Linked DNA regions of Mus musculus: regions 1 and 2 are each linked to region 3. A link is a contact called in public Hi-C and HiChIP or PLAC-seq data. All regions are on one chromosome and are shown on one strand. The core of a region is the stretch at or near the end of the contact, and the rest is flanking DNA. Distances in the headings are between cores, read along the strand shown.

The links. Hi-C and Micro-C count contacts between places; a contact is called where the count stands out from the background. HiChIP or PLAC-seq counts read pairs in DNA pulled down with a chosen protein or histone mark.
Region 1: a contact with region 3 is called in a Hi-C map of the C2C12 cell line, with 2.0 times the contacts expected there. The contact joins two enhancer-like sites. A contact is called at or near these places in 3 of 39 promoter capture datasets (the 3T3-L1 cell line and 3T3-L1-derived adipocytes), 6 of 484 Hi-C or Micro-C datasets (the C2C12 cell line, adipose-derived mesenchymal stem cells, brown adipocytes and 2 more) and 4 of 115 datasets of contacts at active chromatin or transcription factors (the NIH/3T3 cell line, bone marrow-derived macrophages, embryonic fibroblasts and 1 more).
Region 2: a contact with region 3 is called in a FOXA1 HiChIP or PLAC-seq map of pancreatic cancer cells. The contact joins two enhancer-like sites. A contact is called at or near these places in 6 of 484 Hi-C or Micro-C datasets (the C2C12 cell line, the MNK3 cell line, brown adipocytes and 2 more), 3 of 115 datasets of contacts at active chromatin or transcription factors (embryonic fibroblasts, embryonic stem cells and pancreatic cancer cells) and 2 of 9 other capture datasets (embryonic tail and embryonic trunk).

The regions. Positions count from the first base shown.
Region 1 is chr1:183,678,656-183,681,458 of GRCm38.p6, forward strand. No RefSeq gene overlaps it. Among named protein-coding and RNA genes, the nearest start is that of Gm39724, 49 kb to the left of the region's middle. Within about 2 kb of position 1,461, at least 51 of the 459 cell types and tissues checked have an H3K27ac peak or open chromatin away from gene starts, as enhancers often do. A contact at or near this core is called in the C2C12 cell line, the NIH/3T3 cell line and pancreatic cancer cells, where this site is marked.
Region 2 is chr1:184,056,171-184,058,943 of GRCm38.p6, forward strand. The region is part of intron 2 of Dusp10 (dual specificity phosphatase 10); the gene reads left to right. Among named protein-coding and RNA genes, the nearest start is that of Dusp10, 23 kb to the left of the region's middle. Within about 2 kb of position 1,396, at least 22 of the 459 cell types and tissues checked have an H3K27ac peak or open chromatin away from gene starts, as enhancers often do. A contact at or near this core is called in pancreatic cancer cells, where this site is marked.
Region 3 is chr1:183,904,184-183,906,883 of GRCm38.p6, forward strand. No RefSeq gene overlaps it. Among named protein-coding and RNA genes, the nearest start is that of Gm34130, 32 kb to the right of the region's middle. Within about 2 kb of position 1,393, at least 109 of the 459 cell types and tissues checked have an H3K27ac peak or open chromatin away from gene starts, as enhancers often do. A contact at or near this core is called in the C2C12 cell line, the NIH/3T3 cell line and pancreatic cancer cells, where this site is marked.

The sequences.
Region 1 (2,803 bases), core at 211-2,710, 230 kb before region 3:
CTACGCATTTATCTTTCTCTTTGTTAGTAAGTGGTGATAGAAGATCTGACTTATATATTTAAACATAGATGGTCTAGTGTTTTACAAATAAGGACACCTCACTTGAGTTTTAAACTTTCCTTGAGGAATGGTGGGACAAGTGGATGCTCACAGTCAGCTATTGGATGGATCACAGGGCCCCCAATGGAGGAGCTAGAGAAAGTATCTAAGGAGCTAAAGAGATCTGCAACCCTGTAGGTGCAACAACATTATGAACTAACCAGTACCCCAGAGCTCTTGACTCTAGCTGCATATGTATCAAAAGATGGCCTAGTCGGCCATCACTGGAAAGAGAGGCCCATTGGACACACAAACTTTATATGCCCCAGTACAGGGGAATGCCAGGGCCAAAATATGGGAATGAGTGGGTAGGGAAGTGGGGGGGGGGGAGGGTATGGGGGACTTTTGGGATAGCATTGGAAATGTAATTGAGGAAAATACGTAATAAAAAAAAAAACCAAAAAAAAAAAAAAAAACCAAAAAAAACATCAACATGTCACAACCTAGAAGCACGTGGGAAGGGAGCCTGAAGGAGAAATTGCCTTGATCAGATTGGCCCGTGGGCATGTCTCTGGGGGGTTATCTTGATTGCTTTGGTTAGCAAAGTTTGGGAAGGAACACCCTAAGTGGAGGTGGCATCATTTATAGGCTGGACTGTACAAGTAAAGAAAGCTAGCTGAATAGAGCAAGCTGGCAGTGTGACTGTGTCTAGTTTTCCCTGGTCTTTGCCGTATATATGACATGACTGGCTATCTCAAGCTCCTGCCTCCCTAACTTCAATGATAAACAGTAACCTGAAGTTGTAAGACACAAATCTTCCCTATTTGTCAGGGTGCTTCATCCCAGTCACAGTGACAGTGAGACAGAGCTGTGTTTTAGGTCTCCTGAGTTTCCTATTTTTTCTTTTAGTGAACAAATAGTTTTTTTTTTTTTTTTTTTTGAGTGTTTGGTTTTGCCTCAATTTTCTTATTTTGAGGGAGGGAAAGGCGATGAAGGATGGGTAGTTGTACTATCACTCTATGAACACAAATGGAGGTTTATGCCCACACAGGAGAATGTTGGAGTCAGGGACCATTAAACTTTCTTCGGGCTCAGATGGGAATCCTGGAATATGTTTGAATATAAAACCGAAGCCAGTGAACTCCGAGGGGAGACATGATCCTGGGGTTGGGGCTGGAGACAGTTTGAACAGAGGGACAGTTTGAAGAGGCGAGTTTGCCTAAAATCTGTCATGAGAATTTAAGCCATGGATGATGGGAAATTGTGGAGAGAAGGATTGGTTGTTGTGTGAACTTATGCAATCAACGTGAGGGCGCGCACACTTCGTCTGGCTCCAGGCCAGCAGCTCTCTGAGGAGCACTGTCAGGATTAATCAGAGTTTGCATGGAAACTGCAAAACTGAGAAACCCCTGCGAGTGCCAAATGTTATCAGCTTGCATCACAGCTTAAGTATTTGGTGGTGTGGTGTGAGGAGGAGCCACTTGCAGGAAATCTTAACGTTTTTTCTAGCGCTCTCTCGCACCCAACTTCGTTTTGATTTCACTGGAGCTTGGTGACTCGGGATTCTTCCTGGCTGTCTTTCTACTTACCTCCTAAGCGTGACAATGCCTGTGCTACATTCCTGTGGTTTGTGTTCTTACTTGTAATTTCAAATTAAAGCTATTTTATACATGGGAAGAGTAAACAGAACTGCAGTGCAGGCCTCAGAAACGATCTTAACTGGGATTGACAGACAAAACTGTTTCCTTTAGAAGAGATCTGCTTTCCCACCTTACCCTCATGCAGTGTCCTGTAGAGAGTCTGGGGTTATAGAAACATCTGCACAAAAAGTGGTCCCATCCCAAAGTGCAGATTCCCTTCATGCCACCAACTTGCCATTGTTGTAACCCCCAAATTAATGATACTAGAGAGACTTGAGTGTGTGTACAGTTTGCCTCTGTGTTCCCTGCCACCACCACCACCATCCCACCCCTGCAGCAAGCCTACTCCTCCTTGGCCCCTCCCCTATTGTTAGAATGGCACTACCCATCAAACTCCCCCTAAATGAAGACATTTTGAGGGGACAGCTTGAGACATCCTCCCCGCCTTTTTGTCTCCAACACTCTTGATAAACAGCCGAACTCTTCAGGGTGCTTGTCCTTGAGACCTTAGAAAAATCACAAGCTCAAGGGAAATCAGAGGTCAGGTCAGAGACAGTTATGACTGGCTATGAAGTTAGTCCCTGAACAGACACCCATTAACCCCCTCCCACTTCTGTACCTTTCCACCAAATGATTACAGCCCTTTACTCCCCTTTTCTGTGAACATTCATAACTATACCGTATATAAACCCAGTGTTTTCTGAACTCAGGGTTGCTTGCCAGCATTCACTCAGTGAGTTCGAGGCAGGCAATCCGAGTTCCAATGTGGAACAATAAAAGACTCTTTTGGGAGTTGCAGTGGACTTTGCAATTCTTGGACTTGTCTGGGTTTCCCGTGGACTCCGGACACAATGCCATCGGTCCTGGTTTGAAAACCACTTTCTCCCAGCTGTAGTAGACACATGCAAAGCCAGGCCTAGGTGCTAGTGAGGCAAATGGAAGGTGGAAGATCTCTTTGTTCTAAGTGAAAGAGGATAGATGTATAATAGAAAGATAAAATGAAAATCAAGGCTCATCACAGAGTAATAGGGACTCCATTTTGGACTCCCAGGCGAAGGTCCGCTCTGTCACAGCAGCTTTGATAATGATGGATAATCTTTAGCACTGAAATGCTGTCAGTCATT
Region 2 (2,773 bases), core at 146-2,645, 150 kb after region 3:
TCCTCTTTTTCCACATCCTCTGGACTCCATTTTTTAGCAATAATAAAAAACTAAGGATGACATTGATGATTTCGGATAGTGGCAGATGTTCTGATATGTGGTCAAGGAGTTAGCTGAGAGAATACTCATAATATCAGGAAGAGCCCTTCTGGGAGACCACAGTCACTGAGCCCTGCGTGCTGTCTGCTCTGCAATGGTTAGGATAGGATGGAATGTGGCCCTCAAGTGTCTATGTTTTGGAAACGATGTTTTCCCGACATGGTGATACTGCAAAGTTTGATACCTCATAGGAGGTCAACTTGTCACTGTCCCTGGTAGAGCATGAGACTGGTTTTGTGGAAACCTGACAGCAGAGTTGTTATTTAAAAAAAAAATGATGAGAAAAGAAGTGGGTAGTCCAGCCCAGCTGTTACCCTGGTTTTCTGTCCCCCCTATTTCCCATCCCAGCTGTGATGCCACCTGTCATGATGTGACACAGCCAAGGTGACCTTCACCAAAGTTAGCACCATACTGTAAGAGCTTTAGTCTCTGAAACTAGGAAGTAAACAAATCTGTCTTTGTATCCCGCCTCAATTACTTTGTAATGGGAACGGAAACAGATTCCTGCACCCTCCCCATATAGAATAATCCTGTGGAGGTTTCTTCTACTCCTTGAATAGTTCCTCAGCTGACAGCAGCAGCATGTCCTAACATTTCACTTGGAAATCATGTAAGATTCTCCCAGGCCAAAGGCTCAAATGCAGCAGAACTCCCAACTCCTGGTACTGGTTGCAAGTCCCAGGGTGTCACTGCACTTCTGACCAACTAGCTGGCAATAAAAGTTCTAGAACTCATTCTCTAGATTTGATTAATTTGCCATGACAGCTCACAGAAATTGGAGAAACATTTAGTGAATTTGCTTAATATAAAGGATATTATAAAGCGTGCACATGAACAGGCAGACAGCAGAGCCATGTAAGACGATGTGCAGGTCTTGTGTCATATGTAGGCATGCTATCCCTCCAGTCACTTCCACATGGCCCAGCCATCTGGAAACTCACCAAACCTTGTTCTTTTGAGTTTCTATGGTGTTTTCATTAAGTCTGAATGATTGATGACATTTTTGGCCATAGGTGAGCAATTCACTTTCATCTTCTCTAGATCAAGATTGAGGGCTAGAGCCGAAATTCCCTAGCCTCTAACCCTGCTTTCTACTTTCTGGTATCACTTCCATCTGGAAGGTGTTAAGGGCTCCCAGACTGCCACTCACCTTGTTGGCATACAAACAGTCACTCTTATCTCTTTGGAGATTGCCAGGGTCATCTGGGTGTGCGTTGCTTAGTATCACAGTATCACACTGAGGGAATGACTTGAAAGAGTGGTTAAACACAGAGAGCCTTGGAATAGATCATTGATGTCTCACACCTTACCAACGGACTGTTCTTGCTGTGACTCACCTCTGTCTGCTTTGTGTTGTAGTAGGGCTTTGTTGAGCTTAAGGAGTGCTCGAGGGGTGGGGTCAGGAGGGAAGAATGAAAGAATTAACCAATGAGCTTGCATCCAAGAGGTTGGCAATAAATGTCATAAGCAAGAAGCCGAGTCCCTTTAGTGTGGAAAGAAGAGCTACTCTGTGATTCCCTGCCCTCAGGAGGTCTTCCCCCCGCTGTACCATGTTGGATATGGCCTTCAGGGAATGTGCCTAGGAAGTCCGACGGTGCCAGAGGTGGAGTGCAAACAGGGTCAGGTTTCTGTTCTTCCCTCCTGGGCTGCAGGGATGGTTACTGGGATGGTTCTCCAGTAACCTTGAGCTTATGTTTATAATCTATGATCCCACTCCAGACCAGCAGGCTGTATTGGTTGGACCATAATGTGGTCTACCAGATGGGGACACCTCAGCTTTTGACCCGTTACTATATCCTGGCACTACAACAACCACCTCCAGAGGTTTCCAGACCCTTTCTCCTATCTCTTCGTGGGAATGGAGACCATGCCTGGTTTCAGTTTGACCTTGCAGAGCTCAGCCATTGCGGGTGATTTGACTTTGGCATGTGGCTGCAGAGGCAGCTCCTGCCTTCCCTTCCAGGCAGTTGATGGTTAATATACTTATCGTTGCTAACTATTCTTGCCAAATATAGACTTATAGCTCTGACTTACAGAAGTCAGAAGTAGAAGCTGTTGCGATATATTTTTTGCGGACTGAAAACATTGGCTAAAGAAAGCATTCCAAATTGTGATAGGAGCAGTGGCGCTTCTCCCATCTCGCTTCCTGAATTCCCCAGGCCAAAGCCCTTTGACCTGCAGATCATTACAAAATCCATGGCTGTAAACGCTGTTGTTTGAGTGTGGGGTTTCCTTCAAAACAAGTTGAGTGGCTTACGGATTTGACTGGCCAGTTCTGTTCATCACCATTAGGCATGGGTCCCAACCCCAGTCTCCATTGTAACCCTCGTCTTTTCCTCCCCTCTCCTGACCATAGATGACTTTTTTGTTTGTTTGTTTGTTTTTTTGTTTTTTTTTTTTTTGTTTTTGAGACAGGGTTTTTCTGTATAGCCCTGGCTGTCCTGGAACTCACTTTGTAGACCAGACTGGCCTCGAACTCAGAAATCCGACTGCCTCTGCCTTCCAAGTGCTGGGATTAAAGGTGTCACCACCGCCCGGCCCATAGATGACTTCTGATGACTTTCTCTGAATATAATTTCCAGTGGGAATGCTTCATGGTAGAAGAATGTAGTCTTTTGAAGCTTGCCCTTGATGTTTCTAGAGATTTATTGGATTTTACTTAAATCCCATTGGG
Region 3 (2,700 bases), core at 143-2,642:
CATCTAGCTTTCTTAAACCCTAAGCCAAAAGAAACCCTTCCTTTTTTTTTTGTTTTGTTTTGCTTTGTTTTGTTTTTAGAGACATGTTTTCTCTGTGTAGCCCTGGCTGTCCTGTAACTCACTCTGCAGACCAGGCTGGCCTTGAACTCAGAAATCTGCCTGCCTCTGCCTCCCGGGTGCTGGGATTCAAGGTGTGCGCCACCACTGCCTGGCAAGAAACCCTTCCTTAGGTCACTGTGTCCCTGGTATTTCAGTGCAGTAACAGAAACATAACTAACACCGAGAATGATACAGAAACTCTGGAAAGCCAAAGAAGGTCATGCTGGAACCTGGGTTATCGGAGGAACATTGGCAGAATAGTGAGTTCAAGGACATGTTGTGGGAAGACCTTTGAGAGAAGATCTGCACAGGAGCGTGGAGAGCCCAGAACACACGAGGTGTTGAATAAAACCAAGGCTTTCGTTCAAAGCTCTTTCTAAAGAGATTCAAAGCTCGGTTAGAGTAAAGTGTGGAAAATCTCTCTCCCTTGGGAACTGAAGATCGGAGGCCACCATGCAGTAAGTATTGAGCAAGCACCTGCCATGTGGTTAGTGCAGTGTGGGATGCCGTGGTGCTCCAGCTGTCGGTAGAAGCAGGTGCTTTTGAAGGAAGCATATGATTCTATTAGAGAAATGGGACTGTCACTTACAATTGACAGAAATATGAATGAGCAGCACATGTAGCCTTAGAGATTGTGCACATTAAACTGTGCAAAGAGAATGGACTCACTCTTGGGCAAGAAACCAGACAGCACCTATCCAAAGACTGTGTTAAAGCATTTCCCCAACTCTACTGCCCCACTTTTCAGGACAGCACATCCCAACCTGTTTGTAGTGTAGGCATTAATTTACTTAGCCAAACAAATTTCCACCTTAGTTGAATTACTTCTTTGAGACAAGCAGTGAGGGGGAAGAGCCTTACCCAGTAACATATCAGGGATCCAGAATGGACAAGCCCTCGCCTAGCAAAGACAGAACACTGGAATCAGTGAGATGGAATGGGTGGACATCTGAGATGCTATTGTCCTTAGGCAGCTGAGTAGCCGTCCTTGAACTTCTGTAAGCACAGCCTTACCTGCCACACATACCTCTGGACTAAACTCATGGTACATTCTCTGCTTCTGATACACTGACCTGAGTCTTATGCTATGTGCTTCGCAAGTGAGGGGCACAGAGATGGGTCTAGTGTGGACACCTCTCACCCCACGCTCAGCCCCAGATTCCCTTTTCAGGCAGAGGGAAGCTTGGGCTGAGTCATCTCAGTGATGAATGTTGTAGTCACTCTAGGGAGGTGTCCCCAGCTGCCCTGCTGGAGGGCAACCAAGTGAGTAACCCTGCTGATATCACATGGTACTGGAATGGCGCTGGCTTGTGGCTGTGCCAAGCTCATGGCCATGAACGAGGCTGTTCAGTGAACTCTCACACCCCAGAGGGGGTTAGGGTTCTGCCTTGGGGGATCTTATAGATCCAGCAGCTTGCAGAAGAGTTGCTTATGACCCAGTAGAAACTGACGGTGACACAGTAAGACAGTTCCCAGAGAAATTTAGGGGAAAGAAAAAATGCTGCCTGGGAATTTCTACTCCTCTCCCTAGACAATTGCCCTTTTCCCCACATTTCCTTGACCTCCTTAACACAGCTGTGGCTGACGTAGAAGTGCCAGCAGCGTTCCTACCCAGAGCAGAGTGGGGAAATAACAGGCTTAGATTGATGAAAAGTCTCTGCATCACGTGACCAGAACTCTCCCTCCATGTTGGTCCCAGGTACTGGATTCTGAATGCTCTGTATAGGAGATGCAGCCCCCGTGCTGTAAGCAGGCTCACTCCGAGGGAACTTTATTTCCATCTCTTGTATTAGTGATAGTGACATTTGGTTATTTGCTCTGGTCTTCAGACTGTTCTATCAACTCGATCTTCCATGTCATGAAACTCTCGCTCACGTTTCCGAATCTTCTATATGCTCACGTGCTTTTCCTTCTTCTTTTCTCCTTTCTCCACCTCTCCATTCTTTCTCCCTTTCCCAAGTTAGAAATTTTATTGACATTATTTTAATAGAGGCTTGAGCATGAGGAGTAACGGAGGTGCTAAGAGGAAAGTCAGGCATGTTTTCTTTCATTAGCCACCACATGGAATAGTCTGTGTGTACTCCTCTCTCTGTGTGTGTCCTCCTTCACACCATTATTTCCCATAGCCTTTGTATGGTTAAGGGATCAGGTTAGAACCAGAATTTTTATGCTAAGAGACAGGCATCAGTAGGAGGTCATAGGAGATCACTTGTCCCAGTGTTCTGTCAGGTAGCAGCCTAGAGGTTGCCATTTCCATCATAAGGTCATTCTCATCTCTAGTGTTACCTGTAAAGGCCAAGACTGTCCTGGCTCAGAGGTTGGGGAGTGGGAAGCAGGAAGCCCTGGGTGTTAGAGGGACGATACATTAGGATGTGTTTTGGTAAACATGGCTTTGACTTTGTAAAGTCAAAAATAAGGAAAGTCCCTTTCCTTGTTTCCTTTTTTGTTTTGTTTTTTGGGGGGACATGGTTTCTCTGTATATCCCTGGCTGTCCTGGAACTCACTCTGTAGACCAGGCTGGCCTCGAACTCAGAAATCTGCCTGCCTCTGCCTCCCACGTGCTGGGATTAAAGGTGTGCACCACCACGCCCAGCCTCCTCG